4 separate regions of the Mus musculus genome follow, and regions 2, 3 and 4 are each linked to region 1. Evidence: chromatin contacts called from public HiChIP or PLAC-seq and promoter capture Hi-C data. All regions are on one chromosome and are shown on one strand. The core of a region is the stretch at or near the end of the contact, and the rest is flanking DNA. Distances in the headings are between cores, read along the strand shown.

What was found. Promoter capture Hi-C pulls out the DNA fragments that hold promoters and counts their contacts. HiChIP or PLAC-seq counts read pairs in DNA pulled down with a chosen protein or histone mark.
Region 2: a promoter capture Hi-C map of neural stem cells shows a contact between it and region 1. The contact joins the promoter of Mterf2 here to the promoter of Rfx4 in region 1. A contact is called at or near these places in 4 of 39 promoter capture datasets (cranial neural crest, embryonic stem cells and neural stem cells), 2 of 115 datasets of contacts at active chromatin or transcription factors (both in embryonic stem cells) and 2 of 9 other capture datasets (embryonic stem cells and liver).
Region 3: a contact with region 1 is called in an H3K4me3 HiChIP or PLAC-seq map of embryonic forebrain, with 4 times the contacts expected there. The contact joins the enhancer-like site here to the promoter of Rfx4 in region 1. A contact is called at or near these places in 8 of 39 promoter capture datasets (the 3T3-L1 cell line, the C10 cell line, cranial neural crest and 4 more), 12 of 115 datasets of contacts at active chromatin or transcription factors (craniofacial prominence, embryonic basal ganglia, embryonic forebrain and 7 more) and 5 of 9 other capture datasets (adipose tissue, embryonic stem cells, liver and 2 more).
Region 4: an H3K4me3 HiChIP or PLAC-seq map of embryonic stem cells shows a contact between it and region 1, with 16 read pairs. The contact joins the enhancer-like site here to the promoter of Rfx4 in region 1. A contact is called at or near these places in 15 of 39 promoter capture datasets (the 3T3-L1 cell line, the C10 cell line, HPC-7-derived erythroid cells and 10 more), 2 of 15 datasets of contacts at CTCF or cohesin (pro-B cells and stem cell-derived epiblast-like cells), 11 of 484 Hi-C or Micro-C datasets (differentiating embryonic stem cells, embryonic stem cells, liver and 4 more), 27 of 115 datasets of contacts at active chromatin or transcription factors (astrocytes, bone marrow-derived macrophages, craniofacial prominence and 15 more) and 5 of 9 other capture datasets (adipose tissue, embryonic stem cells, liver and 2 more).

Annotation. Positions count from the first base shown.
Region 1 is chr10:84,750,398-84,758,174 of GRCm38.p6, reverse strand. It overlaps Rfx4 (regulatory factor X, 4 (influences HLA class II expression)), which reads right to left and starts at 2,127. Exons shown (of 18, transcript NM_001024918.1): 1 at 1,662-2,127. The coding sequence starts at 1,704.
Region 2 is chr10:85,124,031-85,131,888 of GRCm38.p6, reverse strand. It overlaps Mterf2 (mitochondrial transcription termination factor 2), which reads left to right and starts at 3,862. Exons shown (of 3, transcript NM_028832.3): 1 at 3,862-3,927; 2 at 5,403-5,521. Cry1 (cryptochrome 1 (photolyase-like)) reads left to right here. Exons shown (of 13, transcript NM_007771.3): 13 at 1-189.
Region 3 is chr10:85,021,025-85,027,807 of GRCm38.p6, reverse strand. No RefSeq gene overlaps it. Among named protein-coding and RNA genes, the nearest start is that of Gm34633, 20 kb to the right of the region's middle. Within about 2 kb of position 4,362, at least 45 of the 459 cell types and tissues checked have an H3K27ac peak or open chromatin away from gene starts, as enhancers often do. A contact at or near this core is called in embryonic basal ganglia, embryonic forebrain, oligodendrocyte precursor cells and 1 more, where this site is marked.
Region 4 is chr10:85,042,153-85,049,814 of GRCm38.p6, reverse strand. No RefSeq gene overlaps it. Among named protein-coding and RNA genes, the nearest start is that of Gm34633, 42 kb to the right of the region's middle. Within about 2 kb of position 4,929, at least 52 of the 459 cell types and tissues checked have an H3K27ac peak or open chromatin away from gene starts, as enhancers often do. A contact at or near this core is called in differentiating embryonic stem cells, embryonic stem cells, liver and 5 more, where this site is marked.

The sequences.
Region 1 (7,777 bases), core at 878-3,377:
AAATACTCGACCGCTAATTCTGTACAAATGGGCTTAATCTGGTTAAATCCATTCACTTTTCGAGCCGTGGCTCTTAGGAGGTTTTCCTTGAGTTAAAAGAATATTGAAGCAAAGGCCCTTCCTTCTCCAGAACCAGGACTGCTAGCGTGTGCAGAAGACAGACCCCAACCGGGCCTAAGCCGGGTGCCGCTCTCCAGAGAAGACCGCTTCTAGCCTCCCCGCAGGTGCTCACCCGCTAACTAAGCTGGACTTTAGAAGCTCGGGCTTCGGCTATGCTCAGGAGCTCACTGACACCCAGGAAAGCGTGAGAGTTTAACTGTACCGGAGACAGAAAAAAAAACGTACCCTGGAATGCCGCAGATACCCCTGGGCCAGCGGTCTCAGCCACCAGGTCTGCAATGTAGGCCAAGAGAGGCCTGGAACTTTCCTCCCAGTACAGAAGAACAAGGTCTGGGAAGATATCTAGATAGCTTAATCTTTTTACAACCTGCCCTAGGGGTGGGTGGAGTGGGGGCAGAGTTGACTGTGGTGTTATTTGCAAGTAAGTTAATGTGTGTCAGGGCACAGCTGAGGCCAGCAGGCACTTGTTGCTCAGCTGCAATGCCCTCACATTCTCTCAGGTTTCAGTCAAGCTGCTGCCTATGCCCAGGCTGTGGTCTTACCACCCCTCAAAATTCCAAAGCTGCGGCCCAGCAGGGATTGGAGTGGCCTGGTGGAGAGACTGAGCCTAACGGAGAGAGTAAAGTTTTTTTGAGAACCACTACATGGAAAGGACATAGAAAAAAATAACAGAATTTGAAGTGCGGCGGGTCCCCAAAGATGCTAGGCGTAGAAGTTGACCAACGGATCGCCTGGAGAAGATGCTGGGCATTTTCGTTGTAAGAGATTCCGTGTGTTCCCTTGTGAACCGTGGCGACCCTAGTGCCTGATGTCCACCACACAGCCCTCAAACTACAGGCCGGTTCACAAAACTCAGTGTCAGGCCTCTTCATATGTTCTGCATTCTGCTCCCCCCACCCCCCTTTTGCAAGGTTACAGCCTCACTGTGGAGAGGCTAGTGAGTCGCGTCTTCGCGGCCGGGAGACTACAGTCCTAGGGGCCCATCTCTCCTAGCCCAAAGCTACTAAAGCCCCAGGACCACCGGGTTCGCCGCCGCCACTCCCTCCCTGCAGCGAGATTCCAGAAGCAAGAGCCTCCAGTGCGCGGTGAGACGCGGTACGCCGTCGCCCTCCTCCGCCTTTGGAGCGTTCGGGGCCCTCACCCCAGATCCTAAGCATACCACTACCCTAGCCAAAGCCAGGGCCGCCGCCGGGTCCGGGCGGGGCGGCTTGCTCGCAAAGCTCTTGCAAGTAGCATAAACACCTCGAGCTCGCCGCGAGCCAGCGAGCATCTTTATGCAACTTTATGTCCAAGTGAAAGCGCGCGCCTCAGAGTGCGCGCACGCGCACACACGCATTTACACTCACACACACTTCCATGCATCCACTTACACACTTAGCGCTGGACCGAAAACTTCTGCACGCTCTCCTCCTCTCCTGGGATCCCACTGTCAGGTTGCCCCGCCTGAACTTTCTGCAACTCTTTCTGAAGTGACCCCCGCCCTGTCCCTTCTCCTTCCTCCCCCCTCCAATGACCCCCCTCCAAGTCCCACCAGGACTAACCTGTGGAATCCATGTCGGGTTCCTCCAGTAACCCACAATGCATGCTCTTCCCATGGACAGCACAGACGCCCCCCAAAAGTCCTGATATTTGGGGATCCCCTGTGCTAGAGATGCCCAGGGAGGAAGGGAGGGAAGAAATAAGGAAGGAAGGGATAGCGAGAGAGAGAGGGGGAGACGGTGGGTGAGAGGGCAAAAGGATAAAAGGGGAAAAGAAAGAACTAGTGGAAAGAAAAGAGGCGAAGAAGCGAGGGAAGGAAGGAAGCTAGAGCTGAAGGAGAGAGCGAGAGAGCGAGCGAGCGAGCGAGGGGACACTCAGTAATCCAGTCGGGCAAAGCCAAACCCGTCAAAATGTTTGCGGATGTTTCATGGGAAAAAACATCATTTTATAGGAGCCCCGATGGGAGCAATGTCATTGATAGGCCAGCGGGCCTGATGAATGGCCGCTCGTCAGATGGGGCCGTGGCGAGGCGCACTGTGAAGCCCATTGTGGGCCTGTTTTGAATAAGAAAAGCCGCCTCCGAAAAGGGGGGCTCAGAGCGACGCAATCCCAGCCCTCCGACTTCCCCCTTCTATTATAGCATTAGCAACGTTTTTCTTATTTAAAGTTCCAGAGGCCTTCTCCAGCCTTAGCCCGGCACTCATTATAGACGAAATCAAAATTGGCTTAGATCTGCCCCCCTCTTCAGTCCTCCCGCGCCCGGGCCCCGCGCGGTGCAGCCATGAAGGGGGGTGCAGAGGTACCCGAGCCCTAGGAGTCTCCTGTGCGTCCACGAGTGGGCCCGACTCCTTTTTTTCTCCCCTCGAGACACGTCCCGTTTTCGCCTTGAGTTAGATTTTGAGTAGGGGCCGGGGAGTAGTGCAGAGGGGGTATGTCTTGAGTTTCTTCCACGCAGATCCGCGGACGTGCGTGGGAGTAGAAGTTGAGGAAGGGGAAAGTGAAGCCTTAGGTTCCCATAACCAGTCTGAGGGACAAGAAGGCCGCTTGGCTGCGAGGGGGTGAGAGGCTGGCTTGCGTCAACCAGAACTTTTGTACCCCTTGTCTCTCGCCCCACGGGTCTCTCCAGGTCGGCGTGCCTCGCTGTCTCGCTCTCCGTTTCTCCCTTGGCAGCCAGTCTCTTTGTCTCTCCCTAGTTCTGCGTTCTCCCTGGGTCTCTGGGACCCTCACCCCCACCCCCACCCCCGCGCCTCTTCCCATAACCCTGTATGTCAGTCTGTCTGCGTCCGGGCCCCTCCCTCTTCCCATGTCCCCCGGCTCCCCCCTCTGCCACCCTCTCGGTCCCCCACAGCCAGCAACGGAGTTGGTGAGAAGCCCCGGCGTCAGAGCTGGGGATGAGGCTTTCCCAGGGACCCCTCCCCGGCGCAGTTGAAAGTGTGGGAGGGGGAGGGGGCCGGGGCCTGTGGACCGCAAGTGGAAAGTGGGGGTGGAGGGGGGGCTCCCGTGGCCCCGGGAAAGTGGCCGCTCGCGGGCCGGCCGCGCTGTGATTAGAATATGAATGGGCTCGGCGGGCGGAAGAGAAAGGCGGATTACCCCGCTGCTTTGACCATGGACAGAGGCAGCGCCAGCGGCGCAGGGGCGGATCGCCCGAGTCCCTCCCGCCGAGCCGGGTGCGCTTCTTGCCCGCGACCCCGGGCCTGCCCACCTCGGGCCTCCGGGTAGCCCCCCGAGCCGCGCCGAGTGGGACAATGGTGGGTGAGGGGCAAGGGACTAGCACGTGCCGAGTTAAGGTCACGAGATGCAGGGAAGGGGCAGCGCGGACGGGCAGAAGGGTTCGAATCCCGGCTCTGCAGATTCCTTCATCTTTTTTGGGCCTCAGCTTCCTTATCTGTGAAATGGGAGTAACGACGTTTCTCCCCCGTTGCTCTCCTCAGGCCCTACCGGGCCTCTGTGTGTTGCCCCTTCTTGCTCAAACTGCTGCTAAATTCCAACCCGGGTTATCTCTCTTATCTCTTATCTCTCTCACACAACTATCTATCTTGTGCCCAGAAGCCCTCGGCCACCAACCCCAGGCACACAGCTTTCCCTCTCTAGCAGTGGATGAAAAGCTTTAGCGGCCTAAGGGGATAAATACTACTATCTCCTCAACCCCGTGGGTTCCAAGTGAGAGATCAATGACTGCGTCTTTTTCTAGAAGCCTCACTGGCCCTGTGGACAAAATGCCAGGGTGCATGGTCAAAGGGGAGCTCTGCCAGGTGCATCCATTGACCTGTGGGGCAGAGGTGATCTGTAGAAGGCAGGTGAGAATTTTAGGCAGAAGGTGCTAGCATTGCACTCATTAGTAGTGTGTGTGTGTGTGTGTGTGTGTGTGTGTGTGCATGTGTGTGTGAGGAGGGTGGGTGATGGGCTGCCCTCACAAAGCAAGGGTGGCAGAAAAGGACCAGGAGAAAGGGGAGCAGTGAGTCAGCCCCTACCAGCTGGTGTTTGACAAATACAACTGAGGCTGCGCAGCAGGGCTTTCCTCATCCCTGCCCTGCTTAGCCTGAGAGCAGAGAGGTTCTCTGAGCTTATATTGGAGAGACACAGGAGGGAGAAGGCATGACGCTGATTGGTTTGTGTAGCGTGTTTGTCATATGATGGAGTGAACAAACATCAAAGACTGTCAAGAAGTGACACTGGAACTTAAAAATGGTGCCATCTTTCACTTCAGGTCAGATAGGAAGAAAGAAAGAAAGAAAGAAAGAAAGAAAGAAAGAAAGAAAGAAAGAAAGAAAGAAAGAAAGAAAGAGAGAAAGAAAGAAAAAAAGAAAGAAAGAAAGAAAGAAGGAAAGAAAGAGAGGAAGGAAGAAAGAAAAGCAAGAAAGAAAACGTCTTAAAGACTGCTACCCAGGGGCTGACCTGGGTACATACATGCTGTGGCATCTTGCGCAGCTTCCTGAAAGTTTGCCATCCTTTAATAAAATGGCGTAGTTGAATACTAATAGGTACCACTGCCCCAGACCTCAGGGATACTACCTCAATTAACCCCACAACACCAAGAGCACGTTGCTGTCCCCTCTTTAGAGAGGGCAATGGGCAATCAGTATGGCCAGCCTGGGCAGTCAGAAGGGCTGTGATAACGTCCATCCTATCCTCTGGAGCACAGCTCAGAAAGGCAGTGGAGGAAGATACAGAAGCTGAGAGACTGGGGAGGGAGTGTCTGATAAGCCTGGAGAAAATGAGGACCACATCAGAAGCTGAGTTAGCCAGGCCTGGAACAGAGGCGAAGGCCAACGGGAGCGTCTGTCTGGTGTGCTATGGAACCCCGGAAGGGGTAATGGAAGGTGCTTTCTTTTGAAGGCTATGCAAAGAAATGGATCTTGCAGACATTTTGAGCATCCAGGGCTAGCAGCGCATTTGGGATCATGATGATCACAAAGTGGTGGCAGGAAGAGAGGATCTGGTTGCCGGAGAGGGTGGTGCCATGGCTAAAGGAAAGGGATGGTTGACATTGGCGCTCAGCAGCTGGGGGCAGGGCTCTGGAGACTCTGAGAAGGACCGGAAGCGGTTCTCCAGCCTTGGTGCTGACTATGTGGCCAGAAGAGAATGTGGAAGAGCATCGCCTTATCCAGGAGCTTGCCCCATTCCACTCACTGAGCAGGGCAAGGAGGATGGCGAGAGGAGGCGGCGAAGGGGTGTTGGCCTGAAATGCCCATTAAACTTGCTCATAGCCCAGCAGACTGGCAGGCCCAAGAAGACACAGATCGACAGGTTTTGTGTAGCATTGGTGGCTACTGCAGCCTCTAGGGAGGTTTACTGTGCGGCTTGGAAGCAAAGATGAGTGTGGCATCCTCTGGTGGGCTCTGCTCCTATGCTCTGGTTCCCACAGCCCTGCACTTACCAACCCTGCCCTGTCCTTATCGTTATAGGCATGATGTCAATGGGTGGTCGTGATTCACACACACTCTCTAACCTCCCTCCACTCCTACACCCTGGCTTCTGGCTCTACAGACTCTGGGTACAGTAACTGGCTTACTTCCTAAGGACTATATGGCGCAGGTTCCGGCCAGCCAGAGGCGTGCCTCACCTGCACGCATGCGCACTCCCTAGTGCTGGATTCGTGGGCTCCTGACTTGCAATAAGTGATACATGCAGCTGACTGGAATGTTATGTACTCGGCAGCCTGGAGAACTGCGTGATTCCCCAGGGGAATCTAGAGATCTGTGAGCTAAGAATAAACATTTGTCGTTATAAGCTTTGAAAGCATAGTCGTACTGTCAGAAAGGGAAAGACAGGTAACAATTGGTCTGTTATTCTGCCTTGTTTAAGAGAATAAAAGTAATATTAAGGGTTTATTAATGGGCTAAGGTTTATTGCGCATCACTATGAATATGCCATGGATCAAAGAGTTTAAATGAATTATCAGAATAATCCTGGGAGATAGGTACCACATTATACATGAGGCACAGAGGGTAAGTAACTTGCCTAACACAGCAAGAAACAGTAAAGGCATCCTTACATCCAAATAATTGTCTCGGGAAAGAATAAGCCAATATAAAAGAAGATGTCCCATGAGACTTGTCCTCTGTGGTAACCTCTCTACTATGAAGTGCCTAAGACACAGAGCTCGTGGGAAATCTACACCTTCTCTGCATATATTCCAGCTGAGACCAGTCCTTGATCCAGAGCCGCCACCCGGAGATGGACGCCACGTGACGCCCCAGAACCACCGGAAGTCAGACCCTTCCAGATATCCTGGCTACCTCACCCACATGAACATCTTCCCAAGCCGCCTGTGAAGCTCATTTCATCCCCTCAAGTCCCTCGCTGGGGTTCTGGAGCTCCATCTGTCCCCAGCAGACTTCTCCCAAAATCTCTCCCATCTCCCTTCTCTCCTGAAACCTGGCTACTCCCTGAGGCTGCCTCCTGCCCCATGGCCTCTCCAGAAGAATCTTCTCCCTCCTCATCCCTCAGACCCCAGAGTTGTGAGGTCAGGAGCCTGCCCTTCCTCACCACTGTGAAACCCATCACGTCAGCCACTTGGCCGGTGTTGGCCTGGGGCAACTATGTGAGCCTGTCTCGAAGTAAAACAAAAACAAACAAACAAACAAACAAAAAACAGTGAAGGGAGAGCTGTGGCTGCAGCTCTGAGGTGGAGCACATGCAGTACACTCTAGCCCATCAGTTCTCAACCTGGGGGTCCCGACCCCTTTGGAAATTGAACCACCTTCTCATTAAGGGTGACCATGGAAAAGCACAGATATTTACATTAGAATTCGTAACAGTAGCAAAATTACAGTTTTGAAATGGCAATAAAATAATTTAATGGTTGGGGATCAATCATCACAACTCCAGGAACTGTATTAAGGGGTTGAACATTAGGAAGAATGAGAGCCACTGCTCTCAGCCCTAGGTTCAACCCCCAGAATCCCACGTAAGTAAATAATAAATATTTTAAAGTAATAATAAGGTATAAAAGGAAGAAAACCAGCTGGGCGTGGTGGCGCATGCCTTTAATCCTAGCACTCAGGAGGCAGAGGCAGGTGGATCTCTGAGTTCGAGGCCAGCCTGGTCTACAAAGTGAGTTCCAGGACAGCCAGGGCTACACAGAGAAACCCTGTCTCGAAAAAAAAAAAAACAAAAAAAACAAAAAAAAAAGAAGAAAGAAAGAAAGAAAGAAAGAAAGAAAGAAAGAGAGAAAGAAAAAAAGGAAGAAAACCATGAACAGATCTAAGTTTCTTGAGATGTGTCCCCCAGGCTCAAACACAACCAACCTCCCAGAAGCCCTTCTTGATGCTGGGACCTTTTAATACAGTTCCTCGTAGTGTGGTGACCCCCCTAACCACAAAATGGCATTCGTTGCTACTTTGTAACTGTATTTTTTGCTACTGTTATGAACCATAATGTAAATATGTGATATTCAGGGTATTTGTTAAAAAGTCATTTGAAGTCCCCAAAGAGTCTCGACCTACAGGTTGAGAACCATGTGCCATCATCCCTGGGGAAGGACGAACTGGCTCAGTGTCACCCAGTTTTGGCAGCACTGACATCCATTGGTATGATTCCTCCAGTGTCAGCCTCCTCAATTCCAGGGACAAATGACTCTATGGGATCTCGGCCACCAGATGCTATGGGCAAGCCATCTCTGAAAACATCATTTCCAGGCATAGCACCCCAGTCCACACCTATTCCAGGAAGGCTT
Region 2 (7,858 bases), core at 2,613-5,112, 370 kb before region 1:
ATTTTGCAGTCTTTGATAATAATGCTTTAGAGAATACATGTAATCAAGTGCATAGGCCTCTGTCAGCGAGGGCCATCTGTGTTACAGCCTCCTGACTTGCGCAGTGCATTGTGCCGAGCTCCTTTGTCTCTCCGCCTCTTTATTTACATCTACCGTGACTTTGTTATTAAAGTATATGCAAATATGGAATCTCGTGTACTTGTGTTCATTTCTCATTTTGTTTGCTTGGTAAGAGATTGTTATGTGAGGCATGACTAGATTACAAATATAGAAGGCATGTGTCTGTCACCATTCTGAATGAAAGAATAGGTACTCTGACTAGCAGATAGTATCTTTCGAATTATCTGGAAGGCAGCTTTCCAGTCTGGTTTCTGTGTTCTCACATAATGGGTCTGTGTCTGTAAGTCAGCCCGTGTGAGGCAGCAGCTAAGAGTGTGGGTTCAAAATCAAAGCCTTCCAATTAGTAGCTTTGAGATCTTAGACAAGACTTTACCTTTCTGTCTTGAGTTTTCCAACTTAAATGGGAGGAAGGACAGTATCTGCTTCAGAGACCAGTTTCATGTGAAGTGCTCTTAGTTCTGTAGGGCATACAACTTCACCCAGTATGTGTCAGCTGCAGGCTGCATGTGCCCTGGGTTACATAAGCTAGCTGCCACTGTTCTCACTGTCACTCTTCTTGCTGAGCTGATTAGGCATTCATACTAAAGGTTATATTGACTAACTATTGGCTTTTCATTTTGCTGTCCTCAATAGTGACACTCAGTATAGTGGGGCATTTATGTATGACTCAGTATATAGGGGCTGGATCATAATAGGGCATTTGCCTAGAATGTGTAAGGAAGGCCCTACATTCAATCATCACTACCACATACACAGACAGACAGACAGACAGACAGACACACACACACACACACACACACACACAAAATCAGTATAGTTTTATTGTAAAGGTAACTAAAAGTATAAGTTTGACTTAGAAAACAGAAACATGTTTTTATATGACAGGCATTTTTAAAATATAAACTGGATAACAAATTAATAATACTTGATAGATTCCAACAATAAGAATGGCAAGATGTTCCAGTTGTCTTTCACTAATTCCTGATCAGTGTGGACCTGATTGTATTACACAGAGCTGCAAGTCATAGGCCTGAGAGTCATCACTGTCCAGGGGGAGCAGACTCATTGCTGATATAAACTCCTCTTGGCATAGGAACAGTTCGCCCATGTGGGCAGCTGGGTGTTGGGTGACATGTTCTCTCTCCAGAGATTGCCTGAAAGCTGCCCAAAGGAGTCACTAAAGGTAAAGAAGTCCGGGTATGAATCAGAGTTGCAGTTTGACACTATCTTGAATACGGTATTCTCCCCCTAATAAGCTGAATTAAGTCATCAAAGTCCTACCAGAGGTTGAAGTATTAAAAATATTTAAGCCAGGTGTGGTGGTACATACCTTTGATTCCAGAGGCAGGTGAATCTCTGAGTTCAAGGCCAGCCTAGTCTATAGAGTGAGTTTCAAGACAGCCAGGGCTACACAGAGAAATCCTTCCTTAAAATAAATTAATAACAATAATGATAATGATAATAATAATTGGCTTTCTTTTAGTTTAAGAACAATTTTATTAGAGTTTAAGAGAAAGCATAATACAGGTGAGGTAAAAATTCTGGCAGCACCAGGAGAAGAAAGAGAAGAGGTCATGTGTTTTAAATTGAGTGTGGACTAGAAGTACCGTAGATTGTTAGGAAAGGAAAGGCATACGAAGCAGCCAGCTTCCTGACTCCTTGCGTTCTTACTACTGCGCACTGAGAAATTGAAGGAGCCATGCTTTTGGATTAACTTGCAGCTTCCTTATGTTTTTCTCATGCCCTTAAAGCAGTGACTTTTACATGTACAAGAATGATAACCATTGTTTAGTTACTTTTCTGTTACTGTGATAAAGCATCAGTGCAGCTTATAAAAGAATTTAATGTGGGTATTTCAGACAGAGTTCATGATCACAGAGCACGGAACACCTGAGTTCTCACACCTCAGTCCATAACTGAGAGACTCAAGAGGGAGCCCAGGAATGGCAAGAACCTCAAAGCATCTCCTGCAACAAGGCCACGCCTCTTCATCCTTCCCAAACAGCTCCACCAGCTGGGGCCCAAGTATTCAAACAAGCCTGTGGGGACCATTCTCATTCAAACCACTATACCCAGTATAACTTTATTTCTTATAGAGACTTCAGAATTGTTTGATTTTTGTAGTTTTCTTTAGGAAAATATACATAGTAGTAGTCTCATCACCTGTTCCTCCTAAGGTTTTTTCTGAGTGTCAGGCCCTAGAAACGCACTGTAAGAAGATGGCAAAGTCTGAGCCCAGTCACTGGCCACAGTCAGTGTGGCTGAGTTAGCAGCTACTTTTGATCACAGTGCACAGGTTGTGTGGAGCCTTGGTGCAAGCTTCCCACACCATGATTCTCAGTTCTGCGTCCCTCTCCTAACAAGTGATTGCACAGCATGCAATTCCAAGTCTTGACTTTAACACCTATAACTTTCTTTCTTCCCCCCCTTTTTTTTTCAATTGTCTGATGGGGGGTGTGGGTTGGCTTTTGAGACAGTGCCTGAAACTAAACAAAACTGGCCTAGATTACTGTGTAATTCCAGGCTGTCTTTGTCTAATCCTTCCCCATGCTGCGATGTGACCACTTATTCCTTTTCTATACTTGACTGTAGTTTCCTTTTCCCAAGTGAGGATAGCACATCTTAACCATGAATCCCAAATTTTTGTAAGAAAGTGTGCAGTAAAATCCATGAATAGAGTGTTGATGTGCTAAGAAGGGTTATTGGACATAGATCACCTACTCATCTAGGTAGTAGCTGCTCAGTTAATTCCGGAGTAGCCTGAGGATCAGAACTGATCTTTAGGAGTCAGGACTCTGTTCCTCTAAAGCCCACAAAGTGTAAACCACACGGCTGTTTTCAGATATGATTAACATTCTGGAGTTCTTAACTGTGGATCAAGCATTGTTCTTAGCTAAGGACATAATCAGGAGCCTCCACTCCACATGAAGGGGAGGTGTCAACCTGAGTGAGAGACCCTTAGAAAGGTAACGAGGCGGGCTATCAGCCTAGGAAACACCATTTTCCTTGCTCTAACTGCATACAGCACAGGGTGGGCACAGGGGACTCTTTCCTGGGTAGCACTTCACTCTCATTGTGGTTACCACGTTAATGTGTTTCAGTTCCTGTTGCCCTGTCCAAGGTCCTAGCGCTGCAGTTCCGCATGCTTGGTGCTGAGGCGGCAGCCTGTAAATATTTATCTGAAGGATGGATGAAAAAGATTCTGGCTTTTGGTTGGCTGGTTTATGAGTGTGGGCATCACGAATAACTTAGAATGTAAAGCAAAAGGCAGTTTAGCAGTATTTGGGCAAAGTCATCTAGGGGTAAAAAGGATGAATGGCATTTAGGGAATCAGACCTGGTGTTTACCGCAGATGTGAGGGGTTTGTTTTGTTTGGACAGGTCAGGTTTCAAAGTTTTAAACTTGAGAATTCTGAATGGCTCCACATTACAGACAACAGGTTCTGATCTGCCCCTCCTCCCTGCCTCTTTCTCTCAACGAGTTGTAACGTTCTCTAAGGGACAAAGAGACTGAACCACCAGAGTTTGCTGAGACAGAAGCGCCAGGTGGCACTGGTGGCAATAGACCCTGTAGTGTGGCTCACTTATTCCCACGGGAGCCTGTACACAGTGTTCTAATTGGCTACGCTCGGGATGGAGGCGTGACTTCCTGCACATCAGTTTCTCGAGCTCTGATTGGTTACCAGCCAAGGCGAAGCCCTGCCAGTTACCTAGGATCTGTTTCCTGAGTGGAGAGGCCTGCGGAACAGGGTGGGAACTTAGCTCAACGCCCAAGGTCTCTCCGCTGTGCTTGGACTGCTGCCCACAGGTAAGCCACCCTATTTCTCCAGCTCTGGCTGAGCCTCAAGCCTGCCTACCGGGGTCAGGGTTAGCAGCTGCCCACCGAGAACGTCCACACAGGCACTCCACCTCGGAGCACTGAAAAAAGGAGGCTGCACACGTAAATAAGAGGCCACGGTAGCGGTCCTGGCAGGGCCCTTCCTCTGACCAACTTTGTGGTTCTTTGCCTACAAATTGGAATTCACTTGAAACTGTCAGATCAGAACTTAATTGGTTTTATTGAGAGGACTGTTTTAATTATAAAAATGTATTTCTCACCTCAGGATTGCTTGAGAGGATTGCATAAGAGAGCAGACTATGTGACCTTTTTAGCAAGAGCATCATTGTACATAGGACACAAGGCTAAGAGGACTGCCATTCTTAGGTGGGCAGCCTTGGGCAAGCTACACCTGCATCCTGGCCTCATCTTTAAGGGGAACTATGGTTTAATGAGGAGTAGATGTGAGGGCTTTGTTTTGTTTTTTAATACTCTGAACTACTATTAACTCGTTTAACATGATCTTTCACCAAGGAATAGCGTCCCCATGTTCCTGATGCCCACACTGCCCACACAGAAAGGTGATATTACTTCCTAAAAAGTCACAGCTAATTGGAGATTAATTCCAAGGCAGTGTAGCTGCGCTAAAGTAACTCACTTTTGCCCTCTGCATTGTTTCATAGCCTGATTTGTTAATTTGCTGTTATTGCCTTGTGCATCGTGTTCTTTGTTTGCTCATTACAGGAAATAACAGTATTCAGTCTCGGCTCTCCCCTGCATACACAGTCACTATGGGCTGCTCATAGTTCTTGCTAACGCCATTTCTGAAGTGAAAAAGGTGTGGGCCTTCCTTATTTTTTTTTTGTAAAGTCTGTAACTCTCAAGTTCTCAGATGGTCTGTGATCCCAACAGAAATATGAAATGTTTGGCCAGGAGAGCTAGTGCCTACCATCCTGACAGCAGCCTGAGCTTAAAACAAACAAACAAACAAAAAAACAAACAAAAAAACCCTACAAGTTGAATGGACAATTGATAAATATTACTATAAAGTAAAAAAACACACCGGGAACTGCCTGCCCCTCTCTTTCCCAGAGTCAGTGATGGCAGCCCATGAAGGGCAGGGAGACAGTTCATTAGAACACGGTGCTGCAAAGTGGGTTGTGTGGGATAGTGAAGCAGAAACGTGAGGGGTCACAGCCATCCCAGGTGGAGCATTGCAGTCCATGGTGCCGTAAACACCCTTAAAGGGGACATGGGGCTTCATCTATTCTGAAACATCAGAGGCATTTCCTTAAGAAAGTGACGCTTACTTCTGAGAGTTGATTGACAAAAGCACAGTCTTTGGAGACTATGTAGTGGGAACAGAGTCCGCCGGGACTGAGAAGTGACTGGTTTGTGAGGAAGGGAGATGGGAATTCAGGTGGCAGAAAGTCTTTTCTACAAATTATTGTATGTCTGTCCTAAAGTGCCACTGAGGTCTATTGCAGAGAGGTGACAGAATCACATTTTAGAAGCTACAGAGGAGTCCTAAATGGACTGACTGAAGCCCTGGAGAAGGACAAAATCGCTCAGGAGAGACTATAAGGTAAGAAGGAAAGCATATTTATTTGTTTGTACATTTGTTTGTTTTTCACTAGAAAAACTCATTCATTTCTAATGCTTTTAATTAAAATACAATTACATCATTTACACTTCCCAAGTACACACACACTCCATTATTCTCTCTCAAATTCATGGTCTCTCTCATTTCTTTAATTATAATATTTTGGGTTTTTTTTTTTTTTAAACAAGTTGTTACTTTACAGTCCAAACTGGCTTAAAAATACTCTAGGTAGACCAGGCTGACCTAAAACTTATGCGTCAGCCTTCCTAGTGCTGGAATTTCAGGCTACCAAGCCTAAAGATGCACCTGTAGAGGAGACAGAGAAGGGGTGGCCAGAGGGGAGTGGTGGGGAGAGCAAGAAGAGGGGAGCACTTTGGAAGTCAGACAAGAGACTGTTTTGAAAAACAAATGGTCAAACGCTGCTGGATGCTACAAAAGTCCAGAAAAGTAGGAATTGAAACTACTCATTAGCTCTGATAGCAGGGAAGTTGCCTTTATTGAGAGTTGTGAAATAGAAGAGGAAGGAGAATCTGCATGGATCAGCTAAGAGGACAGAACAAAGGAGACGGAGGGGAAGAGCAGTGATATCAGAAATGCAGAAAAAGAGAGGTGGGTGCAACTGTTTAAGGCATAAATGTGAATGTGACCTCACTTGATTATCTTTATTGCTCTTTATAGATTATGTGTTGGGTGGGGAGAGTTGGCCTTTCTTAATAAGGTGAAAAGATATTTAGGGGTGGTGGGGAGGTGTGTGCCAAAGTGGTGCATGTATGGAGGTCGGAGGACAACGTGCAGAAGTCAGTCCTCTCATTCCATCACGTTCGTTTCTGGACTAAAGTCAGAGCAGTAGCCTTGGCGACAGCACCTTTACCTGCTGCCTGTCTTGATGGCTTTTCTTTCATTTCCTTGTTGACGTACAAAGTCCCAGGATATGGGCAGAGTCCATTGAAAATCTGTGTGGAGGAATCACTACTCCAGCTGCTGTTGACGACGTGTGTGGGCGGGGCCAAGACATCAGCATTATGGGAGTTGGAGGGAGCGGATTTCAGCCCTCACAAGTGCCTTTGAGGGGAATCTTGGAAAGAAATACAGAATGTGACAGAAGCAGGATTAGAGATAGACGCCTTGATGTGACTATATCGTTCGGTCACCAGATCAAACTTTAGCAGATGTGGACTTGCTTCCTGCCTGGATGACTGGGGAGTGGTTACTTGAGGTGAAATCCATTCTTGGTGAAGATGATAGCAAAGGATGCGGAGGGTCACATAAACTTATTTGATAAAGCAGTGGGTCTAAGAGGCCTGGCTTCATGTTTAAAACAATTCTGTTTGAGGAAAATGCTATCAAGCAGCACACTTATTGTCTTATTTTAAGAAATTGGCTGGTAAGATGTCTAAGCAAGCAGGGTACTTGCTGAGCCAGCCTCATGAGTTCAATCCAGAATTTACATAAACGTGCAAAGAGAAAACCAACCCTACTGAGTTGTCCTCTGACTACCTCAGGTGTGCACCTCTACACACACACACACATGCATACAAGTCCACTGTGAATAAATGTGCCTTGTTCTGACACTTGCTACAACATGGACTTTGAAAGCATTACACTAAATGGAATAAGCCAAGCATTTTAAAAATGTGTTGGATGGTTTATTTCACTCACATGACCTATCTAGAAGATACATGGAAACAGCGGAGTAGAGCTTTCCAGGTGTCGTGGCAGGAGTGAAGAGTTATGCACCCTGTTTGATGAACATAGAGTTTGTGTTTGACAGGAAGTCTTATATGTAGTGGTTTATAGTTGTACAGTGTTGTCAAAGTCCCCTATGCCACTGAACTATATACTTGATAATGGTCCAGATACTACCATGCCTTTATTAACATCTTACCATGACTTGTTAAAAAGTGACAACTCTAACTCATGCCTGTGACACCAGCCATTTGGGAGCCAAAATAGATGGCACTACAATGGAAGATCTCAACCTCTGTCTCCTCCTCTTCCTTCTCTTCCTCCTCTTCTTCCTCTCCCTCCTCCTATTTCTTCCTCTCCCTCCTCCTTTTTCTTCTTCCTCCTCTTCTTCCCCACCTCAAAAAAGTGATAACTACTAAAAATGAATCAAAGAATGGAATGCCAATTCTAGAAAAACTAAGTTGTTTTCCTTATATAATAAAAGTTTACACATGTTAATTTTTATGATGTATCAAGGACAAAAAGGCAAAGAGAAGAAAGGCTAAAAATAACATATAAGCCAAAGGTCTGCCTCAGTGACAAAGGTCTGCCTCAGTGACAAAGGTCTGCCTCAGTGACAAAGCGCTTCACCAG
Region 3 (6,783 bases), core at 3,113-5,612, 270 kb before region 1:
GTGATGTCTTCAAAAGTCAGATAAGGGAAATGGGCGTAGGTGATCCCCAAAGAGCCTTAGAGCCTCAGGACTCTGCTTCCACTTAGCAGGAGTCTGCTGCTGCCTGTGTACCAGGGTTTACCACAGACTCGGGAGTGCAGTACGGAGGCAGGCTTAGCCACGCTCCTAGTAGACCCTCTGAGCAGGGTTCCGTTCTCAGTCTTAAGTATCAGCAGTACCTTTTCTTCTCCTACTTTATTGATCTCTGAGAGCTTTGTAGAATGTATTTTTGGCTGTACTCACCCCCTCTCATAACAACCCCTACACGCAGCACCCCTTCCCTACCCACCCAACTTTCTGTCCTTTTGGACATAACAACGAGGTTTGTTTTATTGTTTTGTTTATTTATTTATTTATTTAACTTATATTTTATGTGCCCTGGTGTTTTGACTGCCTGTGTGCCTGTGTTGGGGTGTCAGATTCCCCTATAACTGGTGTTATCGACAGTTGTGAGCTACCACGTAGGTGCCAGGAATTGAACCTGGGTCCTCTGGAAGAGCAGTCACTGAGCCATCTCTCCAGCTCCCCCATATAATGAGGTTTTAATTCTTCTCACCTTCCTTAAGCTTTTTCTCCTCGATTTGACTTTCAAATCTTTACTTTTGTATCATTAAGATTGATGAAATTTAAATTCCGTTTGGGGCTAATAATTAAACCTTCTGTTCTTTCTCTATTATTTGATTCTAAAGTTTAGAAGCCAGTACCTGTTCTTTATCAGAGTTGCACTGAAGCTGATTACATTTCCCATCATGCATTGTATTTTGTCTCCAGGCCTCTTTCTTCTTTTTACTACACAACTTGAAAAAGATCTTCCTCCAGCCAAGTGTGCCAGTCGTGGTTTTATCTAGGGATGTCTGTAATTATGCTGGGGATGGGAAGAGTCTGATGAAGAAGACAGAGGCTCAGAGGGGGAGTGGCTAGTGAGGGTGCCGGTGCCATAGCCAGCACTGGAACCAAGGCTGAGAACACAGGATAGCTCTGAATGCCTCAGCCTGGCATTTAGTGCTAGGCTTGGGGTTAAGGAACTGGCTGGGCACGGGGCATAGAGAGCGCTGTGTGGTTTGGAACCAGGGCATCCACCGAACTGTCCAGGAAGTCTCACTGCCTCTGCGCCTCTCCGTCCCCCATTAAACCTGAAACGAAGAGCTATTCTTCTCAAGACATCAAGAAGAAGGAGGCTATTCCCCACCATCAGCACCCAAAGCTGATGTTCTAATTAAATTACTTCTTGAACCATACATAAAATTATTTAGTACCATAGAACATTAATGTATATTGTACATTAATTTATTTACCCCTAGCATATAAGCAAGTAAAGGAACTTAATGAAAATAAGCATACATGAAATATTCAACAATCATTAAAATGCAACATGACTATTAAACCAGACATTTAAATTAATGCTTCTAGACATATCTGTGTTATTAGAACATACACCATTAAGTCATAAACTCTTCTCTTCCATACGACTATCCCCTTCTACATTTGGTCTATTTGTCTACCATCCTCCGTGAAACCAACCACCCGCCCACCAATGCCCCTCTTCTCACTCCGGGCCCATTAAACTTGGGGGTAGCTAATATGAAACTTTATTAGACATCTGGCTCTTACTTCAGGGCCATCAAATGCATTATCACCCATACGTTCCCCTTAAATAAGAGATCTCGACAGTAACAGAACTAATCAGCCCATGACCAACATAACTGTGGTGTCATGCATTTGGTAATTTTTAATTTTAGGATACTTTCATCAACATAGCCGTCAAGGCATGAAAGGACAGCACACAGTCTAGACGAACCTATGGTTAAGGATCATTGATCCTCATGACCCAATCAGTGCCAATGCAGACCCCAGCAGGGATAGGGTACGTCACGGTGTGCAATCCTCTTACTGCTTCCATTCTCTAAACCGGCTTCTTCCCAGGCCTGTTGGATCCTGGACACCTTATTCTCCCTCTGCCCATAAGTATTCCTGGCTTCTCCAGGCCTTGGTACACAGTTACCTGTCACTCCTTCTTCACACATGTGTCCTTAACTAAAATGCTACTACTTAGAGCAACTTGAGTATGTATATGTGCATTGTTTGAAAAACTCATATTGCTAAAATTGTATAGATTATTCTCGCTTAGCTTTGGTGAACTATGTAACATGCCTTCAGGGATCTTCCACAAACAGTTTATAGCTTCATTGAAACTCAAGCTATGAAATTACCAAATGGGATTAAAAGAAGGGACTAAAAGACTAGATGTGACAGGTCATCCGGGGGATGTGAGCTTGGGTGTAAGAAATTAGAGTGAAGAACATAGATCCGAACAGTCTGAGAATCGAACCTAGTTTCACTTACACTAATTGAATGACTTTGGACAAATTACTTGAAGTCTGTGAAATGAAAATAATGCTAACATCTACTGATAGTTTGTTGATAAGATGTGAGATATGAAATTACTCTTTTACTTGTAAAGAACTAGGCATATTTGCTCATTGATGTTTTTATATAATGGAATAGTTTTGGCTTATCTAGTTTATATATATAATCACAGGAGGAGATTTGAAGGAGGTGGGGGAAGGGAAGTATATTATACATACATACATATATATGTATACAATCATATATATGTGTGTGTATGTATGTGTGTGTATATATATACATATATATGTATATGTATGTATATATATATATATATATATATATATATATATACACATACATGTATATATGAAATACAGGCTCTCATTGTGCATCCTGGCTGCCACAAAACTTACTATGTAAACCAGAAAGGCCCTTTCTCCTCAGTGCTACACTAAAGTCATGCACTACCACACCCAGCCTTTTAAAACAAGTATTTTAAACTATGTGTTTATTTTTATGGTATGTGTGTGTGCCTGAGTTTATGTCTGGGCATTATGTGCACGTAGGAGTCAATAGGAATCAGAAGATTGCATTGGATCCCCTGGAGCGAGGGTTATAGGCAGTTGTGACTGGAAACACTAGAGCTGGGACCCAATCTAAGTCCCCTGCAAGAGCAGGCAGTGCTATTCACTGCTGAGACATCTTTCCAGTCCCCTTTACGAGTCTTTAAAATTACAGTTTTCCATTTATTTATTTATTTATTTACTTGTTTATTTACTTTTTGGGTGTGTCTGTGTGTGAGCATGTGTACACACACACACACACACACACACACACACACACGCACACATGTTTGTATACACTGACACATGAGGACCTGTTGTGGGAGTTGCTTCTCTACTTCCACTAATTTTTTGAATTGTGTGGCAACTAGTCACTTTGTGTTGTGCTTCTCAGTCACCCAGGTTTAAGTAGGGTCTTCACTGCCATGTGGGAACATTATACTCCAGATATGTCTTCATCTATGAAAGCGCCCCCCCCCCCCGCCGCCCCATTTAATTTTCTCATATTCTTCGGCCATGCTTTCTCTGAGACCTAACGGGACAGCAGACTAGCCGCATCCCCTTCACCTAGACACACAGGCTCTGAGGCCTCCTAGCCCCTCCAAGTCTAGATCTTCATATAACTGCATCCCCAGGTATTTGTGTCCTGCGAAATCTAAGAACTCCTGAAGAGCCCTGCAGTTTCCTCCTGGCCTGCTGCTCCCATTTGATGAAGCCATTTGTGCTAATATTGAAGAACACCTTTCTTCTTACGTGTGGGTATTCTGCTAGACTCTTTGTCTCATTTCAAGCACCCGATGAATGGGTGTTATCGTTGTCCTGAAAAATGAAAAAGCAAAGTTCAAGGAGATGAAATCACATAGCTGCTGAACCAGCCACCTTAGAGTTTCAGTTTGGCTGAGATTAGAAGCTTCATTCTTCCTATGGCTGCCCCTCGGGGTTCCCATCTCTCTATTCGCCTGTCACAAAGCTGATCACCCGATCACCTGAAGGTGAGCCCTTAGTTAGTTGTGGGTCAAGGATTCCACCTGCCCTCACAGGAGGAGATTCCAAGGGGGGCGGGGAGGAAGGATTTTTGTGAACTATCAAGGACTTGACCTCAGGGATGTCCTGGCCACCGTGGCTCACAGGGATACTCACCTCACATAGCTGTCAGAGCTGCAGTATTTTTCAGGTGACTCAAAGGTGACTCAGCCTCTTTCTACTGGGGTCACTTCATGCTTTTCTGTCCTCTCCTCAAATGCAGAGCTCTAGCAGACCCTGTTGTAGGACTGTGTTCATTTCCCAGGGCATCCTCCCGACCAACCGACCGTCCCTGCCTCCAAGTTGGCCAGGCTCCCTGAGCAGGCAGGACTGAGCCTGGCGCAGCAGCACATTGGCACGGAGGGGCCTTTGTTGTCCCTCTGGGCTGCACCCCCCTTTCACTGTGGCCACTTTCACTCATTTCTCTTGGGAGCTGCCTCGATACAGAGAAAGGCCTTTGGAAGCCTTCTCTTTTCAGCCACTCTTTATTGAATTTCACCTCCATGTTTTCTTCTTCCCAAATAGGAGCATCATTTATCTTGGACTTTAAGTTGCAGAGGTCTTTAAAAGCTTTCTTTTTTCCCCCAGCTGCATTTGTTGACACACAGTCAATCTGTTCCTTCCCTCCACTCCCCGGTCCTCCCACCAAGCCCCCCAAGCAGGCCATAAAGTGTCTACAGCTGTGCCTTTATTACCCTTCCCTTTCTATGGCCGCAAGGGGGACGTGCTGAAATATAGCGCAGCCATTACTGCTGACAAAAAGGGACAATTTTAAAACATTTTTGCTTTTCATCAGGGAAGCCCATGGCACAAAAGAAAGTGCATCATTTTATTGTAAATGCTTTTTAATATGGGTCACTTGGCCATAATCAGCCCCAAAGGACAGAAAAGTTCAAAGCCCCAAAGCGGCCCCAGATATATTGAGAGTTTCCCCCCTCAGCCTTTGCCTTTTAAATTATGCTAATTGACGCCAAGGAAAAGGGGGTGGGGTGGTAATCTCCAATCAACCCATGCACTCTGCCTGCCACCCCCTTCTTTTCTTACAAAGAAAAGCACGTGAAATGCATTGGCCCGGCCAGGAATGGCAGCCGCAAACTATTGGGGCCATTTTTCATTTTCTTCAAGCAAGTATGAAGACGAGGAGGCTTGGGACTTGGTCTTTCAGGATGGGGCGACTTGCCCAGCCCTAGTGGGGAGGAAAGTCTTGTTATCTTCCTTGCAGACAACCAAGATGAATTTGGTAGGGACTCTCCGGCTTGTAAGCTGAGTTCCCAGGGGTCTGCAGAGGTGTGAGGTACAGCCCAGGGCAGGGTGACAGGTTAAAGGTAGCTGTTGTTGTTATTGCTGCTGCTGCTGCTATTGTTGTTTCAGACAGGGTTTCTATGTGAGCACTGGCTGTCCTGGAACTTGCTTTGTAGACCCGACTGGCAGAGATCTGTCTGCCCTTCCCTCCTATGTGCTGGATCAAAAGTGTGCATCACCATCCACCACCGCCTGGTTAAAGTTAGTATATTTATGTAGTGGATGTCAGGATTACCAAACTATGAGACTAGAGGCAGCAGGATTTGACACCTATGTAGAGTAGACTGTGGTAAGCTTATCACAGTCCTCCGACTGCCCTCCCCTTCTCAGTCCAGACTCCCACACTGAACTCTGACTCTTCCTGCCTGAGGCTGCCTCCGGAGAAGGGATTTGGATGGGAGGTGACAGTTGGAGCCATAAGAAAGATTCTCCTAATAGTTGGAATGAGGGCAACCAGTTGCCTATGTGGTTCACAGAACCTTGACTGTGCAGTCCCCAAGAGTTGGTTAAGAGTCTTGGTCAGGGCTGTTCATCCAACCTGAGATACTGTGGAATGAGATGACAGTGAAATACTCCCACCACCCAGCACAGCTGTGCAAGATGTGACTTTGGCCACACTGAGGTGGCACCCAGCACCGGAGCTCCCAGGATATACTGGACTACCTGGAAGGTTGGCTCTATCTGGAAAGAAAATAGCGCTGAGGGTTGCTCAGAGAGCCTCCCTACACTGAAAGGCACAAAGAGGCCTCCAGGGTCAGGCCGATGAGCTCCCACTCCTCCAGCCCTGTGGGCAGAGAGCCTGGCTGAGGATCTAGTCACCTGCCTTGGCAGCTTCCACCTCCCACAAGCAGATGAAGAATGAGAACAGTAGTGATGTCTTGACTTGTTGTGAAGATTGAATGACTAGACATGCAAAAGGCCTTTTCCTAAGAAGGTGGGGCATGGAGCTGGCACATATGATCCTGCACACACGCACGTGTGCACAGAAGCATATAGGGACATATATAACCACGTGCATGCGTGTGCTGGCTGTTACCATGTAGCGGCTATTTCCATACAGTGTGTGTGTGCTAGCCTGGCGTTACCTTTCTTCAGAGGACACACGTTACTTTCAGATGGTCCCTTCCCATGCTCGCTGCTCTCTGATTTTGTTTTTAACTTGATTGCTCATATCACTTACTTGATCTTTCCTTTTCAGGTAGCAGAGCCAAAGCCCATAGTTAAAATTAGTTACAAATCTGTGGAGGAAGAAAGCTCCCTGCTTTTTCTATTTTGGTCTCTCTTGCTCATGTGAGGGATTTCCTCAAAATCCAGTGACCCCTGACTATCTCTTTAAACTGAAGAGACAGTGAACATCCATGTGGGCTCACTATGTCTCTTCTAACGTCTGACCTCTTTTTTCTGGAACAGTAGGAAGGAGTAACACTAAGAGGCGTGTGGTTTGATCTTTCAGGATCATCTGACTCTCAATCCTGGTGTGGAGGAAACTCCGTTATCTTTCCCAAAA
Region 4 (7,662 bases), core at 3,680-6,179, 290 kb before region 1:
AGTCAATTTCATTAGACATTGGGATGGCTACTCCAGCTTGCTTCTTGGGTCCGTTTGCTTGAAAAACTTTTCCAGCCTTTTATTCTGAGATAATGTCTATCTTTATTGTTGACATGTGTTTCTTGTATGTAGCAGAATGATGGATTCTGTGTTTGCATCCATCCTGTTAGCATGTGTCATTTGGGGGAGGGGGGATTTAGTCCATTGATGTTGAGAGATATTAATGAGCAGTGATTGTCAATTCCTGTCGTTTTGTTGTTGTTGGTGGTGGTGGTGGTGGTGGTGGTGGTGTGTGTGTATTTCCAGGGAAGCATCTTCATCCCAGGAGCCCCCAGCAGCTTCCCATGAGCCTATACTCTTACTGTCTGGTAGGTACTTTTTTGCTTGAATACCATTTATCTTTAGTTAGTACATTTCAGCAGTTGTAAAGGGTCAGGAGCTCTGTAGGAAACTTGATGGCCAACCTAGAGTAGCCGATATTAACACATGGGATGCAGTGTATATAAACCGAAAACATAGGAAACATTAAAGACAGAATAAAGTGCAAAAGGAAAAATAATAAGAACAGAAAATTGTTTAATAATTAATAATAATAGAGACTATTTTACAAGTTAGTGGTAATGAGCTTGAAGATGTGAGTGTAAAACTGCTTTAATTATAGAAAAATGGAATGTACTTTAGAGTATACAAGCCTAAAAGAACTACTTTTCATGAGATAAATAAAGAAAATTTTAGTTGAAACATTTTTCCTCCCTCAAAAAGCATAAGCTTAAACAATGTCACAGGATAATTAATTCTATCATCCCTTAAGGAATACAGCAATGTTAGGCTGCTCAGCTATCACAGAGCCTAGCAAAGGAAGACATTCCCATTATGTTTATGAAGTGAACATGACAATACCAAAACCTGAGCAAGAGAAGGAAAGTGTAGATCAATATTTTATAAAGATCGATGAAAAATATCAAATACAATAATATCAGCAGATTCATAACAGCCTGCCCTGGCCAAGTTCTCCGATTTTTGTCCTGCTTTGTCTTTTGTTTTTGAAACAATGTCCCATGTATCTCAGACTGGTCTTGAACTTGAAATGTAGCTGAGGATAACCTTAATATTTCTTTTTAAGATTTTATTTGTGTGTGTGTGTGTGTGTGTGTGTGTGTAAGTATGTGTGAATGAGTGTGTGTAGATATGTGAGTGTATACTGAAAAAATATAACGTAAAAGCAAATTCTAGGCCTTTAGGCCCAGGCTTGAGAATGTGACCTTTATGACTCAATGCTCTAAGGTATGCTAATCATAAACACATAGCGACATCCCTCCACCCACCCGCTTCCTGGGTTCAAGGAGTGTTCATTCAAAGAAAGTCACCCTGACCCACCCTGACCATTGCTGGAACCCGCTATGGCTATGCAGATGTGCTATTGCTAAAGGCTTATTGTTACTGTCTTGACTTTCCGCTTCCTTGTGACTCTTAACTGGTATTTTTGGTATTTTCCAACAATGCCCTTCCTACCCCCTTGAGTTGTGGTTTCTTCCTTTAAATACCCCCTTACACAGCTAATTGGGGTGCCACGGTCCTCTACCCCTGCGAGGTGTATGACTGTGGGCCTGAGAGCGCTCTTGAATAAAAGTTCTCTTGCAGTTTGCAGCAAGACCGTTCCTCGTGAGTGATTTTGGGTGTCGCCTCTTCTGAGACAGAACGTGGGGGAGTCCTCACATTGTGGGTCTTTCAATACAAGTGTAGGTAAGTATGTGTGAGTGAGTGTAAGTGTGTGTGTGTAGTCTTGAACTTGAATGTAGCTGGGAATGACCTTAGTATTTCTTTTTAAGATTTAGTATGTGTGAGTGTATACGAGTATATGAGTGAGTGTGTGTGTGTATGTGTGTGTGTGTGAGTGTGTGTGTGTGAGTGTGTGTGTGTGTGAGTGTGTGTGTGTGTGTGTGTATGTGAGTGTGTGGAAGCCCAGAAAGGGTGTTGGATCCCTCACAGCTAGAACCACACGTGTTTTCAGGACACGTGGCTTGCACTGTGAGTGTCTATGCTTGGATTCTGTGTCTTGTGGTTACTCATCAAGTACCATTGATCTATCTCTCCAGCCATGCTGCTACCTTCAGAATGCTGAGGTTAGGTGCCAATACAGCTGGTTTATGTGCACACACACACACACACACACACACAGCCATGCATGTATTTCAAAACAAAAACACAAAAGCTCCAACTGTGTGTTTCATGGAAGCATTACACTAAAGCTGCAAAATAGTCCAAGCTACTCACCACACTCATCACAGTTGTAAATACAAGAAAACAAAAGTTATACGTTGGGGAAGAAAAGGAGTATGACTCATACACTTGTAACTGCTAATAATTTTAACTCAGGAAACCAAAGAGAACCAACAGAAAAGTGGCTATAAACAAGAAGAGCTGTCTGTAAGGCTGCCAGTAGCATCAATGTTCACATACAAAGGCAACAAGTTCACCCAGCAAATGTAAATCCATTTAGGATAGTGTAAACAAAATGAGTAAACTGCAAATCCATGAGTCCATGGTAGTCTGGGTTTGTATTTCTGGGCCTGTGATGAAGTGGAACAGGGAAGCAGCCCATGTCACGTGTCATGTGTCACGTGACCGAGAAGCAGTGAATCCAACCCCCCCCCCCCCAACAAACACACACACACACACACACACACACACACACGGTGTTTTTCTTTTTTGAGGCAGGGTCTCATCTAGCCCGGGTTGACTCACTATGAGGCCAAGGATGTCCCTGGGTTATCTGGATCCTTCGGCCTCAACTGCTGGATTTCAGGGACTGCAGGTACACACACTGCACTTAGCTATGGTGAAGACTATCAGAAGATACAAAGCAGACAGAGAGACATAGGGGTTAAAATGGAGACACTCAACATCATGTAAGTTCATCAGGAGACCACAGCTGATTTTGAATTTGAACCTGGAAATTGTTTTGCCTAAAATGCAAATAATTCATGGCATCTCCAACAGGTGGCAGTGTCTCATGATTTCTTCACAACGGTTGAGCCAACCAAGCAGGCAAATCGCACTTTGGTGTTAGCGTTTACTTCAATACCTTTAATGTATGGAAACCTGCGGGTGACATAAAAACAAAGAGCACAACCTATCCCTTTGTCAGGACAGAGCTGGGGAAAGATGCAGGGAGAGAAGTCTGTGCACATAACATCACATTTAATTTGAATTCTGCTGCTCGAGCAGATGTAAAACACAGCTGAAGATACTTGCTACTTTGAATGGAGATTTCATTGGGGGAGGGGAGGGCTCACCTCATAGACTTATACAGTAAACATTGATGGCCCTCAGTGTGCAGATCTCCTTTCCTGCCCCACTTTTAAAACATTCTCTATTTGACAAAAGCAGCAACATAGCCTCACTATCTTATTATGATCTCAAATCCAAACCATTTATTCATTCGTTCATGATAGAAATAGTTCCAAGTCCTGAGGTCGGGGACCCCTAAGAAAGAGTTAGGGGAAGGACTGAAGGAGCTGAAGGGGAGGGCAACCCCATAGGAAGACCAACAGTGCCAACTAACCCAGACACCTGGGAGCTCCCAGAGACTAAACCACCAACCAAAGAGCATACACGGGCTGGTCCAAGCCCCCTGCACATATGTAGCAGAGGACTGCCTTGTCTGGCCTCAGTGGGAGAGGATGTGCCTAATCCTGTAGAGACTTGATGCCCTAAGGAAGGGGGATCATGGGGGAAGGGGAGGTGTGGGTGAGGGAGGGTGTGGGTGGGTGGAAGAGTACTCTCTCAGAGGCAAAGAGGAGGGTGAAGAACTCGGGAGGGGAGACCAGGAAGCGGGGGCAACATTTGGAATGTAAATAAATAAAATAGTTTAATTTTAAAAAAAGAAATAGTTCCAGGTCAAATTGCATATGATTATTTAACTATTCTTCTTAATGTTCCCTAGCATTCTTTTTTAACGTGTTTCTTATTCGTTCTACCCAATACTGATTTTATTAAGGTATAGGTGCATGTATCCTGTGCTTTGACCATGGTCGTTCCCTCTCTTTCCTCCCTAGGGTTCCCATTCGCTCCTCAACTATCATGCCCTGTATATTATCTTCGTGACTACTTTTTTTCAGCGCATAAGTGTTTGTTTGTATATTTATTCCCGTTGCTCGGAATGTATTTAAGAGCTTAGAAGATGTGCACATATCCAGTGAAGTTAGTGTTCCTGCTGTCACCCCTCCACCGAGACCCGCTTGGAGTGCCTCAGAAAGATCTAGATGCTAATAAACCCAGGCAGACTGCTAGAGGGCAGTAGAAGCGCGTGCTGCTTTTAGTCCCCGACCAGCTCCGGATCAAGGCAGGCTCTTCCCTCCCATTTCAAAAGGGAAGGCCGAGACCCCTCCAGAAGGAAAGGCAGCAGCCATCAAGTTTACCTGACCAGTTACTCAAACAATCTAAAAGCAGAATTGCATGCAGATCACCTGCTTTTTAATGATTTAATATTTACGGCATTTTTTTTTTTACATATAGGTACATTGGAAATTTTTTTAATGTTTTGTGTAAAAGCTTTTTGTTTTGTTTTGTTTTTGTTTGTTTGTTTGTTTGGAAAATGACAATTCAAAAGAAGGAGGATGCAAATAAGTGTCTTTCTGTTTCCCACTCAGTTCTGCTGCTGGAGAGAAACTGCTCACCAAGTCCCAAGACCCAGAGATAGTTGAACTAAATGCAGGCTGACTTCTGGTGCCCTGTCTGCGGTGCAAGCGGGGGTGGGGAGCAGGCGGGCAGAATTCACGCACAGAATCTAGAGTAATGTGAACAAAAGCGTGAACGCTGTTGACCCCAGGCAAACGTCTCCATCACCCACCCACCCAGCCGTGCTCCCCAAAAGGAAATCTACAAAGGTTTCTACGCTCTGAAGTGCCCCCCCCTTCTTCTTCCTGTTGATTTAACAGATCCGAAACCCTACCAGCGGCACCCACAGTATCGATCTTGGTAAATCCTGCCTTCTGAAGCTGTCCCTGGTGTAATTAAATTACTGTAAATACAATTAGAAAGTCCCTCTAGGTGGTCTGTGTGACACTAGCCCCAAAGGAATTGTCTTGAAATATCTGAATCCAAAGTAAAGAGGAAAGTGGCGGAATCCCCTTAATCTTTGGGGCCAGTCCTTTGAGGATTTGTGGCTGTGAAATAACCGGAGGCTGGGGGGAGAGGGGGTTAGGCATAGCCAGCGGCACTTTCAGGAGACATTTTTTTCTGTACCCGGGCCTTCAGGGTCAGTGTGGGGGCTCCGGTCTCCACTGCCAGCTTCCTGCCCCCTCCCCTTGTCTTCTTTCCGAGGCCTGACCAGTGATTTGCAATTCGCTTTCATTCTGGCTGAGCAGGGTCCTGGCCAACTTCGCATCCAGCACTTGTGCACAGGGTTGGGAGCTGTTGCTATGTGGTCCACGTGTGTTGCTCAACAAGCTTAAACTTTGCCTAGCCCGTGCTAAACTAATTTGCGTCAATTTGTCTACATCATGCCAACAATCGTTCTGAATAGGGCATACAAGGCTGTTGAGAAAGGGCCTGGGACCAGATGCCGCCGGCCATTCTGCCGAGCCTCGAGATCTCTAGTTCTTCTCCATGGTTTCGTCATATCCTAGTGACAATGTTAGTTTTTCCACTGTGGAGTTAAAACTTTTTTTTTTTTTTAAACAAAAGACACTGCCTATACAACAGGCAATCCAACCGATTTTTTTTTTTTTGTAAGAAAGAAACTGTTGACACACTGTTTCCTAACAACCCCCTACCCTCAGTTTTAAAGAAGCAAAGAGTGTGAAGTTTTAAAGAAAACGTTTATGCAGCTGTGACCAGGTACTATACAAACTGTCCTTCTTTTAGACTAAAACTGTAAGCCTAAAAGCCGATTGCTTTTTACAGAAAGATAATTTTAAAATAAGAAAATAATTAGCACTTATGCCTACAGACAGTCAGACAATACAGGATAGCCAAAGCCGTTTGTAGTAAAAAGAGTTCTCGTGAAAGATTTGTTTTATTGTTTGAGGCAGGGTCTCACCCATAGCTCAGGCTGATCTGGAACTCACTGTATGTAGCCCATTTTGGCCTTGAAATCACTTTGATTCTCCTGCCTCAGACTCCCAGGTGTTGGAATTAGAGGCATGGACTATCACATTCAGCGCAAAAATAATATTTTTAGAGACTTACTTTCTTTTTAATTGCGTGTGTGGCTGTATCTGTGTGTGGGCATGCGCACGTGTGTGTAGGTTCCCTCGGGCGCTAGAGCAGGGCTTCAGACCCTCGGGAGCTGGAGTCACAGAGGTCGTGAGTTCATCAACAAGGCTGCTGGAAAACAAACCCTGCCTCTCTGCAAGAGCTGTTTGAACTCTTAACTCCTGAGCCAGCTCTTTTTTTTTTTTAATTTATTTTATTTTTATTATATGTAAGTACACTGTAGCTGTCTTCAGACACTCCAGAAGAGGGAGTCAGATCTCATTAAGGATGGTTGTGAGCCACCATGTGGTTGCTGGGATTTGAACTCAGGACCTTCGGAAGAGCAGTTGGGTGCTCTTACCCACTGAGCCATCTCTCCAGCCCCAAGCCAGCTCTTAAAACCCAGGAATACTTCTTTCTACATAGCCACGGCTGTCCTGCAACACACTGTAGACGAGGCTGGCCTTGAACTCACAGAGATCCACCTACCTCTGCCTCTGGAGTGCTGAGACTAAAGACCCAATGGCCCCCAAGAAACGCTTTTAATGTAGAAGAACTTTCTGTTCGTTGTTTTTTTTAAGCTTAGCCTACAATGCCTCTCCTTGCGTTACCACCCTGTCACACACACACACACACACACACACACACTATGAATCTAAAATATTTCCTTAGAAAATTGATAAATGTTCAAGTGCATTTAATTTAATGAGTGATTATTGAGCAACTACTATGCACCCAACACTTTTTGAAACCCCAGCCGGCAGCTGCTCCTTCTTTCTTTCACAGTGACCACCAGTAGTGCTGTGAATCCAAGCTGTGGCCAGCTCCACAGGGCCACCCTTCAGGCCTCAGACATGCATTGTCATGACAGGTTAGGATTGGGGAAGGGACTGCACAGACCCTAGAGCAGAGCATGCAGTACTCTGGACTCCCTGGGGTCCTGAGGAACATGCCTCTTCAATCCTGTGTATTCCTGCCTTCTGGGCAGGGACTGCAAAGGGATTCCTTCTACCTGGGCCAGGGTAAGTGGAGCTGGCTTGTGGCTTGGCTAAGCATAGCAGGTTAGAGAATATAAGGGATCTTGGAGCTGCCATGGGAGCAATGGTGGGCTCCAGCAAGCCTGTGAGGTGATAAAAAGTAGGACGCAGACACTGCATAGCCTTACCCAGCCTCTGCCAGGCACCTGCAGGCCAGAGTTGTTTTGTGTTTTTGTTGTTGTTGTTTTGCTTTGCTTTGCTTTGCTTTGCTTTGGCAGGTGAGCAGAAGTGAAGAGAACAGGGCTTCCAGAATGACATGAGCTGACATCTGGGGAGACACAGGACATGGGGCAGGGGCACAAGCCACAGTGTATGGTCTCAGTGTGTGTGAACCCGCCAGCAAGTGACAGGAGAGACTTCGTGCTGAAGTGCTGCTTTGCAGCCCTATGTCCAGAGTTTGGTATGTTCCAGGCACTGTGAATGAGAC